Regions from separate parts of the Mustela erminea genome. Here region 2 is linked to region 1. The links are chromatin contacts, called in public Hi-C maps. All regions are on one chromosome and are shown on one strand. Each heading gives the region's core, a stretch centred on a gene start, on an enhancer-like site or on the middle of the called end of the contact. The rest is flanking DNA. Distances are from core to core; before and after follow the strand shown.

What was found. Hi-C and Micro-C count contacts between places; a contact is called where the count stands out from the background.
Region 2: a Hi-C map of fibroblasts shows a contact between it and region 1, with 3 times the contacts expected there. The contact joins the promoter of ARID1B here to the enhancer-like site in region 1. A contact is called at or near these places in 2 of 3 Hi-C or Micro-C datasets (fibroblasts and spleen).

Annotation. Positions count from the first base shown.
Region 1 is chr4:10,384,699-10,389,167 of mMusErm1.Pri, forward strand. All of the region lies in intron 4 of ARID1B (AT-rich interactive domain-containing protein 1B), which reads right to left. Among named protein-coding and RNA genes, the nearest start is that of ARID1B, 180 kb to the right of the region's middle. Within about 2 kb of position 2,248, the one cell type or tissue checked has open chromatin away from gene starts, as enhancers often do. A contact at or near this core is called in fibroblasts, where this site is marked.
Region 2 is chr4:10,560,235-10,564,703 of mMusErm1.Pri, forward strand. It overlaps ARID1B (AT-rich interactive domain-containing protein 1B), which reads right to left and starts at 1,845. Exons shown (of 20, transcript XM_032338637.1): 1 at 1-1,845. The coding sequence starts at 1,684.

The sequences.
Region 1 (4,469 bases), core at 998-3,497:
AGCACACAGAAGCTCTAGATTTATTATACCAGGATGAATGGCAACAACCAAAACGTCAAAGAGTTCTACATTCAGCCTATTTAATTTGTTTACGTTAAGAGTTATAATGAGATATGAATTTATAGATAACACAAAGGTAGAAATTCTATTAAATACAACAGATGCTAGATTTGGAATCCAAAAACACGTTAGCAGGCTTGAACAATGACCCAAATGACTCAGTGAGGGTAAAGGCGAAAGCTGTTCTTAGGTTCAAGTACAGGAGAGATGAGAGACGAGCCTTAAAAGGACCTCCCATCACAGGGCCAGCCAGAGTGGGATTCAGCTCTGACGCCAAGCGCCTACCACCGCGACGGTCTAGAACAAAGGCGGTGACTGACCGGCTCTATACCAGCCACACTTCTGTTGGAGTATTTAGTCTGGCTGTGGATTCCTATGTGGAGGCACTTACACAAAATGAACTTTACCAAAGAATTAAGAGCAGGGTGGGGACAGAATGGAAACTACATAATGGGGAAAATAAAGGAACTAATCAGGCAAGTGAAAAAACACGTAAAATGAAAACCGCCTTCAAATATCTTAACAGCCATGATAGAGACAAGGGATTTAGGTTTATCTCATGTGGTTTAAGAAGGCAGAAGTAGAATCCAAATCCAAGAAAGCATTTCAAGTTAACCCAAGGAAGAATTTCCTAAGAAATACTTTATGAAGGCATAAGGTCCATATCATGAGGCTTTCAAAATGATATTCCAGAAGCAGTTCATAAATGAGGTAGGGAGGCATACATATAAACTGTGTGAACTTTTAAGAGTCACTATTATTCTAATGACAAAACAATCAAGAATCAACAAATCGTAAGTAATATAAGTTAATGGTCTCAGACCAAACAGATTAAATTGAGAGACTATCACTTCGAAAGTTACATTAACTGGGGCACCTGGGTAGCTCAGTCAGTTAAGCATCCAAACCCTGGTTTCAGCTCAGGTCATGACCTCAGGGTCCTGGGATCTAGCCCGATGGTGAGCGCCGTGCTCAGTGGGGGGCCGGCTTGTCCCTCTCCCTCTGCTCCTCTCTACGCCCCCCCAACTCTCTCTCTCTTAAATAAATACAATCATTTTTAAAAAGTTACATTAACTAAAACATTTTCAAAATGTCCCACAGTTCCCCACAACTGTAAATAATCTTTCCTTTAACCTCCTATGTGAAGGAATAGTACAGGAGAGGGGCTAAAAAGAAACTTGAAACAAAAGAAACACTTAAAAAGAAAGTTATTGCTGCAGTTCATGGGGTAAGACCGGCCAGTCAACATCATCTCTCTCTCTCTCTCTCTCACACTCAGACACACATACACACACACACACACACACACACCTCTCACCCTCCCTCCTCCTCTTCATTTTTAATATTTTAAAGCTTAGTTCCTTAAGAACTTTGTCTTCTCTGAAATCATGGAAGATGGAGCAGATAATGGGTTAAGACCAAAAAATAAAGGAGCAACAGAGCAAATCTGACTGCATGTTTGAAAAAGCCTATAAAATGTTACAAGCAAAACAGGAAAGCCTGTGTTAATAATGCATAAACCAAGAGAGAAAAAAAGCTACCCATTTAATGGAATAATGCCTTTATCCTTGCAGTTAAAATGAAATAAACCATGACTATTAATCTAGTAAGACCATGTAAAAATGTGATTTTTAAACATTTACTAAAAGGGAATAGTTCAGTAACCACTCTAAAAATCAAGGCCTTGTGTACAGCAGCGTTTAGACGCTAAATACCGATCTCCTGTCTGTGGACGCCATTACCCACCCTGTCACCATAGCAACGCTAACAGTATGCCTGACTTCAAAGACAAAGATGTAATTTCAGACTTCCAGCAGCCAGAGGGAGTGGTAAGAATATTCTACCCAGGCGGTGTCAGCTGATGATAAATTATAAAAATATCCAGGAAGGTTATGAGGCGGACCGTACCACATATTCTCATATTCCTGGGGGAAGACTTATATTAGGCAAACACACTGGGAGACGGCAAGAGTAAAATAAAAAGTAAACAAGAAAGAATCTCAATGGAATCTGATTTTTTTTTTTCTTTTTTAAAATTACATGGTACAGAGTTCCGCCTCCTTTTCTCTTGCTCCCAGGGGAAAATAAAAATAGCTTCTACCATCCCCTTTCTCATTCAAATGAAGAGTGACTGAAGACGGGCATGGCTGTTCCAAGGGACTTGCAAAACCACCTCGAGAACTGCTACTCCTACATTTGTGAAACTCCGGCATTTGTCAAAAATTGTTTTAAGCACACGCAGGCAGGCAGCTAAGGGAGCAAAATCGATTTGTGTACTGCAGCTCCGGAAGGGCAGCTACCCTGCCTGCCACCCATTCTAATCCAACAAACTCAAGGTATTTTTTAAGCCCTCGAAGGGAAACAATTTTGCAATTTACAGGGGTTTTTTGTGTCTTAACACACACACACACACAAAGCTGACACAGACACTGCTCTTTCATGATTTTCTAACTGTATGATTTTTAAAAGCACAGGCTTTAGAGTTGAGAGAGCCACAAAATCTTGAGCAAGTCGTTTTCCTGGAGGTAATGAAATACAAAAGAATGAACACTGGAGTTCAAGTCCTCTTAAAGAGTATCTACAAAGAGGAATTTATCCTACTAGGCCTTTTTTACTTAGAGCAAGTTATAAATGACAAGAATGGCCAACAAATGAACAGAGGTAGTTTCCTACAACGTTTTGTTCTGGAAGAGTAAATGTATGTTAAATTGTCTTTTTGTTGAATTCCGTTACACGGTTTGGGCTCAAAAAAGTCCAACTCCCTCAAAATAACAGGAACATGATTCAGCTGCCCCAATAGACCCCGCTCCCCTTCCCCTTAAAGGCTGATAAATGGCCAAGAGCCAGTGACAGTTGTGGGTTCAAATCAAGCCAGCTGTCAAGATCTTCACGCCTCCTGGCTGGGCCACAGGCTGCTCACCACACCCATTCCTTTTTACAACATGAGGCGCAGCAACCGACACAGAGCACAAGACTCTTCCAGGGTCAGTCCTGGGGGCAGAAGCGGAGGAATCACACCAGCTTTAGAATTCTTCCCACTAGAACTCTGGAGCTAGACAGATTATGGGTTTATCCTGTTTGTCCTGAAGAACGTATCTCCAATTTTATAATGTACCCAAGTCAACAGATACCCTCCTCCCCTCAAACAACCAAAAGAAAACCAAAACTAAAAAAACACTACTAACTTTTGCCACAAGATGCAAACTGTCATGGTACTAAGTCATTAGCAGAATGTTTGCATTGTAAAATTGAGACCATCACTAGACTAACCAATTAATATCTTGAGTCCAAATCTTTTAACTCAAAGATTAGCAATCTTCTCCCATAAAAGCGGACAACAGAAAAATGCCGAGTTACAAAACAAAATGTCACCTATCCCTTAGAACAGAGAAAAGTTTATGAAAAATACTCTCTTCTCAATTGAACTATTTCTTTATTAAATGACTTTTCATTCTGCTACACGTTTTACCCTTACAAAATTACTATTTTCAAGAATTACACTCTGAAATGAAAATAGGCTCAATAAGCTACTTCTTTGGAAAGAGTTGCTGGATTTTAATTGCGACAGTTATGCAAGTTACAGAAAAACTAGCCCATCATTCATTCACTTGTTTAGTTGACAGGGTACCAAACTTGGGCTCATGGTAATCATTCCAAATATAATGAAAAAATTTCTTTAACACTATTAAAAAAAAACAAAAACGGGAAAATGCTTATTTTGGCATCATTATTCACTTTTTTCACAAGAGTACTATATATATGTTCCTTTATAAACTATTTCTTTTATAAAGTAATAACCTGATATTTCATCCTTAAGATATATTTTCACTTTATGTTAATAATCATGCAACCTCATTTTCCCCCTTCTACCTAGTCAGGAATGTGGGCCTTAATTTTTTTTTTTTTCTTTTACAATTTTAAGTAATTTTTACACCCAATGTGGGGCTTGAACTCACAATCCCGAAATCAAAAGTCACACGCTCCCCCAACTGAGGCAGCCAGGGGTCTTGCAGTCTTAAATTTAATAGTGATTCATGGTAACTGCATGATCATGGTTTGTTTACTTCTCCTTTTTTTAGACGTTTTTTAAAATTTGTATTCCACTTTGAGTAGTCTCAGTTTATACAAATGTTTTACTCTAGGTCAGCTGAATTCCCATTTAGGAACACATGGGCTATAAATTCTAGGTAAAAACATCATAGGAAATGAGAATGTTCTGTCACAACAGGACTCCTTCAGTTAAAAGTGGCCACTGGCATCTTTAAAAATAAACAAATTTATTTATAATTCATAGAGAAACATGTTGGAAAAAGAATGCCTCTTCCAAGATGTTTTTAAATACTTTTACAGATGAAGAAATCTACAGTTTTTAATTTTAATCATTAAGTTACACAGTGTCTGGGTCATAC
Region 2 (4,469 bases), core at 595-3,094, 180 kb after region 1:
CCGCCGCCGCCTGGGACTGGGGCTGCGACGGCGGCGGCGGCGGTGGCGCGCTGGGGCTGCTGTAGTCGGGGTAGCTGCCGCCGTAGCTCCTCATCATGGGGCTGGGCGAGGTGAGCAGCTGGTTGAGGGTCGGAGTGGCCCCCGACGGGTGCTGGTTCTGCCCGGCGAAGCGCTGGAAGCCCCCAGCCGCTGCGCCGGCGGCCGCCTTGCTGAGGCTCGCGGCCCCGCCGCCCCCGGGGCCCATCATCATGCCGCCGCCCTGCTGCCGGGGGGAGCTCAGCACCCCGTACCCCGAGGACGAGCCCCCATAGCCGCCGCCGCCGCCGCCGCCTCCTGCTGCTGCTGCCGCCGCCGCCGCGGCCGCCGCCGCCACAGCTCCCGCTCCTGCTCCTCCTCCTCCTCCTCCTCCTCCTCCGCTGCCTCCTCCTCCTCCTCCTCCTCCTCCGCCGCCGCCGCCGCCGCCGCCGCCGCCGCCCGCGCTGGGCCTGCTGTAGCCCGGATAATGGTTGTACTGGCTGTTGGGGTACCCTTCGTGGGAGTTCTGCAGGGGGTCCATGCTGTTGGGGGCTCCGGCGGCGGCTGAGGCGGAGTGCATCATCCCCATCCCGGGGCTTTGTTGTCCGCCATGTTGATCAAAGCAAGGCCCAGTGCGGCCGCCGGGGCCGCCGCTAGCAGGGGCAGCGCTGCCATAGTAATTATTAAACTCCGAGACGGCTGCCGGGCCGCTGCCGCCGCCGCCACCGCCGCCGCCGCCCCCGGGCACGGCGACCGGCGGCTGCTGCGCGCCCAGGGCGCCCAGGCCCGGGTGCTCGAACCGGCCGCCCGCCGGCTCCCCCATCTTGGGCGGCGCGTCGTCCTCGTCGCCCGGCTTGCTCAGCAGAGGCTGGCCCGGGGGGTCGGCCTGGCTGCCCGCGGCACTGTCCTTGGCGCCTCCATGTTGCGGCTGCTCCATGTCGGGACCCGGCTGAGCCGCGCCGCCGCCCGCGCCGCCGAGGCTGTTGTTGTTGGAAATGGGATGTTGCTGCTGCTGCTGTTGCTGCTGCTGCTGCTGCTGCTGCTGTTGCTGCTGCTGCTGCTGCTGCTGCTGCTGCTGCTGCTGCTGCTGCTGCTGCTGGAACTGGTTTAGCTGCTGCTGTAGTGCGTGGTGGTGGTGGTGGAGGTGGTGGGCATGGTGGTGGTGGTGGTGGGCATGGTGGTGGTGGTGGTGCTGCTGGTGGGGCGGTGCGGCGGGGGCTTCGCCAACGGTTTTCAGTTTGTGGTTGGGGAGCAGCCCCGTCTCCATAACCGAGCCCGGGCCCGACGAGGAGGAAGAGGAGGACGCCGCCGCCGCCGCGGAGGAGGAGGAGGACAGCGCGGCGGCGCTTCCACCCTCCTTGAGAGCCGCCTCGGAGCCGCCGCTCTTGGCGCTGTTCGTGCTGGCGGCGGCGGCCGCCGTGCTCGCGTTATGGGCCATGTTCAGTTCGTGACGGGGGTGCAGGGGGTGGTGGTGCACATTATTCAGGCCGCCGCCGTCGCCGCCGCCCCCCAGCATGGGTCCCGGTGCCGCCGCCGCCGCGCCGCGCGCCCCCGCCTCCAGGTCCCGGGCCCCGGGCGCCGGCCGCGGCCCGGGAGGCGCCCGCCGCTCGCCGCTGCCCGCCCGCGCCCGCGCCGCCGCCGCCGCCGCCGCTGCTGCCCGCGCGGCCATGATCGCCGCGGCGTGGCCAGGCCGGGCGGGGGGCGGGGGGAGACAATAAAACCCACTTTTTAGTCAGCGGCCCCTCCTGTGCGCATCCACACGCCCCGACGGGAATCGAGCGAGCCCCCTCCCCCTCCGCAGGCCCCGCCGGAGCCGAACCGGGAGGCACGCCTTACGGTCTGGGCCTGTTCCCGCTGTGTGATTTCATGGTGAAAGTTTTTAGTTCAGGTTTAAATGAAACTTTTCTCTTTTCCTCTCTACCCCGGATATGGGTAAATACACGACTGACTGAGCCTATCGGGCCCAGCATGGCATGAGAGGGAGCCGAGCGAGCCCGAGCAACTATTATCCACTTCTCTCTGATTACTCGCGTGCACTCGCAAAACGCGGACTGGACTCGGCGCGGGCCGCCGCCGCCGCCGCCGCCGCCGCCCGCCGGGCCCTGCGCCCGCCGCCCGCCCGCCGCCGGGGCGCAGCCTCGCGGGCACCCGGCGGCCCCGGGCCCGGGGCTTGGGCCGGCTCCGCAGGCGCCCGGAGCGCGGCGGCGTGGGGCGGCGGGAGGCTGCACTTTCCCCTCGTGCCCCGTCTCCTTGCCAACCGGCCGTTCGCGTGTTTGTTTTCACGTCTAAAAGGAGCGATACAAAGGTGGAAAACGAGTCTGACGAGCAGACAAAAGAGGGAGAAGGGCCGGGGAGCAAAGTTATCTGTTGGCCTCCGAGGTGTGGGGGAGCCGACGGAGAAAGAAAATATTTGGGCAATCTGTGCAAAAGCACTGCCTGTCCCAGGAGTTATGTAATTTTTCAGACTGTTGGCCTCTCTGCCTTGATTCGGGCCATCGGCGTGATTGCCACAACTTCTTCAAACTGCGAAATGTGAAAGCCTTTAAGGGAAGGTTAGCCGCCTTCAGGGAGTGCTGTGCCCTGTACACAGCAAGTGCTCAGTAAGTGCTGAGGCTGGCGGCACCTGCCCCAGAGATGATGTTTATATAACGATTTTTTAAGGCACCTCATATATGCGTGTAGGCTTATCAGTGAAAACGCAAAAGCATTCCCAAAGGAGCATTTTTCTTAAAATGCCCGTGTCTGTCCTCTCAGTAAAGGGAAGGTCTTCAAATAAGTAGACTGGTGTGTTATGCTCGCACTTGCACGTGGAAATTTCACTACAGGTGCCATAATAGTGACAGCTGAAGTTTATCTCATGTCTTCATAAATCTATATGACGCCTTTCATCATATTTCAGAGGTTAATGTGCACAATTAACCCTCTTGATATGGGTTCGTTTCTAAGCAGTGTGAAACAAAACTAAAAAGAAATATGTATTATATTTAATAAACATAAGATCAATAGTAATGTAAACTGGTCGAATCTAATCTTAAGGAGAAATGTTTCAGACTCTGTTCTTTTAAAAATACTCTATTTTGTCACTTGATGATGTTTTAAATGTTTTTATTATTGTTAATTTATCACCTAGTAACCTTCTGGGTATCTTCAAGCAGGCCTTCTTAACCTAAGCAATGACTCACTTGCACTAGTGTGGAAACCAGAACTTCCAAGGGGTCACACTAGCTGAAATAATATATATGATTTTAGTAGAACATAGTTTTCTAAAATCATCTCACTCTTCAGCTTCTTATAAAGATTAGTTTATTTTAACTGCAATGGTTATTTTTACTCGCTTGAGCAAGTGCAAATATGTTAATGACTAAACAGAAAAGGATAGGTGGAAAAAAGTGGTGACTAATTGGTGGGGGAGGGGAATCAGGTGCACACCCAAGGGTCATTACAGAGTGTACAAACAACAAATTGTAATTCTATGCAAACAACTGGAAAACGGGTTATATCATTGTGTGTAAGAGAGAATTACAGAACTGTAAGATGAATTCATGCCAAATCATTCATCAGTTTTTGCCAAGAGAATACTACATCTTTGTTAGTGTGCCTTTTTGACATTTTCTCCTGGATTATCTCCCTTTATGCATTCAAATACATACTAATTATACGCAATACACCACGAAAGTTGAATTTTTAAAGTTTCTTATATGCAAATATAAATACATGTCTGTTTTGTATGTGTACACATATATTCTAAAATCAATTACATATTTATGCTTTTAGACATCTAGACCCAAACTAAATACATAGATATAATTGTAGGAAAGCATTTTTCCAAACTGATGAAATATGTCAAAGTCCATTTAAACAGGAGTAGCTATATTTTGTGTCTTATTTTCACAGCTAATCCCGAAAGGGGAAAATGAGTCACCAAGTTTAGCTCTGGCCCTTTTCTTAAAAATATTTTTCATATACAAAAATCATGGAACTAAAAAAAAAAAAAAAAATAGGTACAGAAAGTCAAAATCTCTTTTAATCCCATTTGTTTCAGCAAGTCAACTAGAAGATTGGAACCAAGAGGCTATGAAATAGAGGCCCCTAGCACAATGAAATCAGCCTGCTATAAAAGGCGACACATGCCAGTTTCTCCTCCCCAATGGCAGATGCCACACCCTAAAGCAGACAGAAGGCACTGCAGTCTGTAAGAGCACAACACAAAGCCGGCAGGACTTGGTTTTGTCTCTTAAACCACAGAGAATACTAAAATACCTTCTTGAAAGCATCCTTGCTGAAGACAAGTGGCCGGCTCCTCGTCATTCAGCTTACAGTTTTTAAACACACCTTCTCAAGAAAACAAAATAAAAGCCTCTTAGAGTTTCATGTAAAAATCTGTGACTTAATAGACAAAAACAGCAATTGTCAGGGGTCCGTTCGAAAGTGATGAAACGGGTCCCCATTTCACA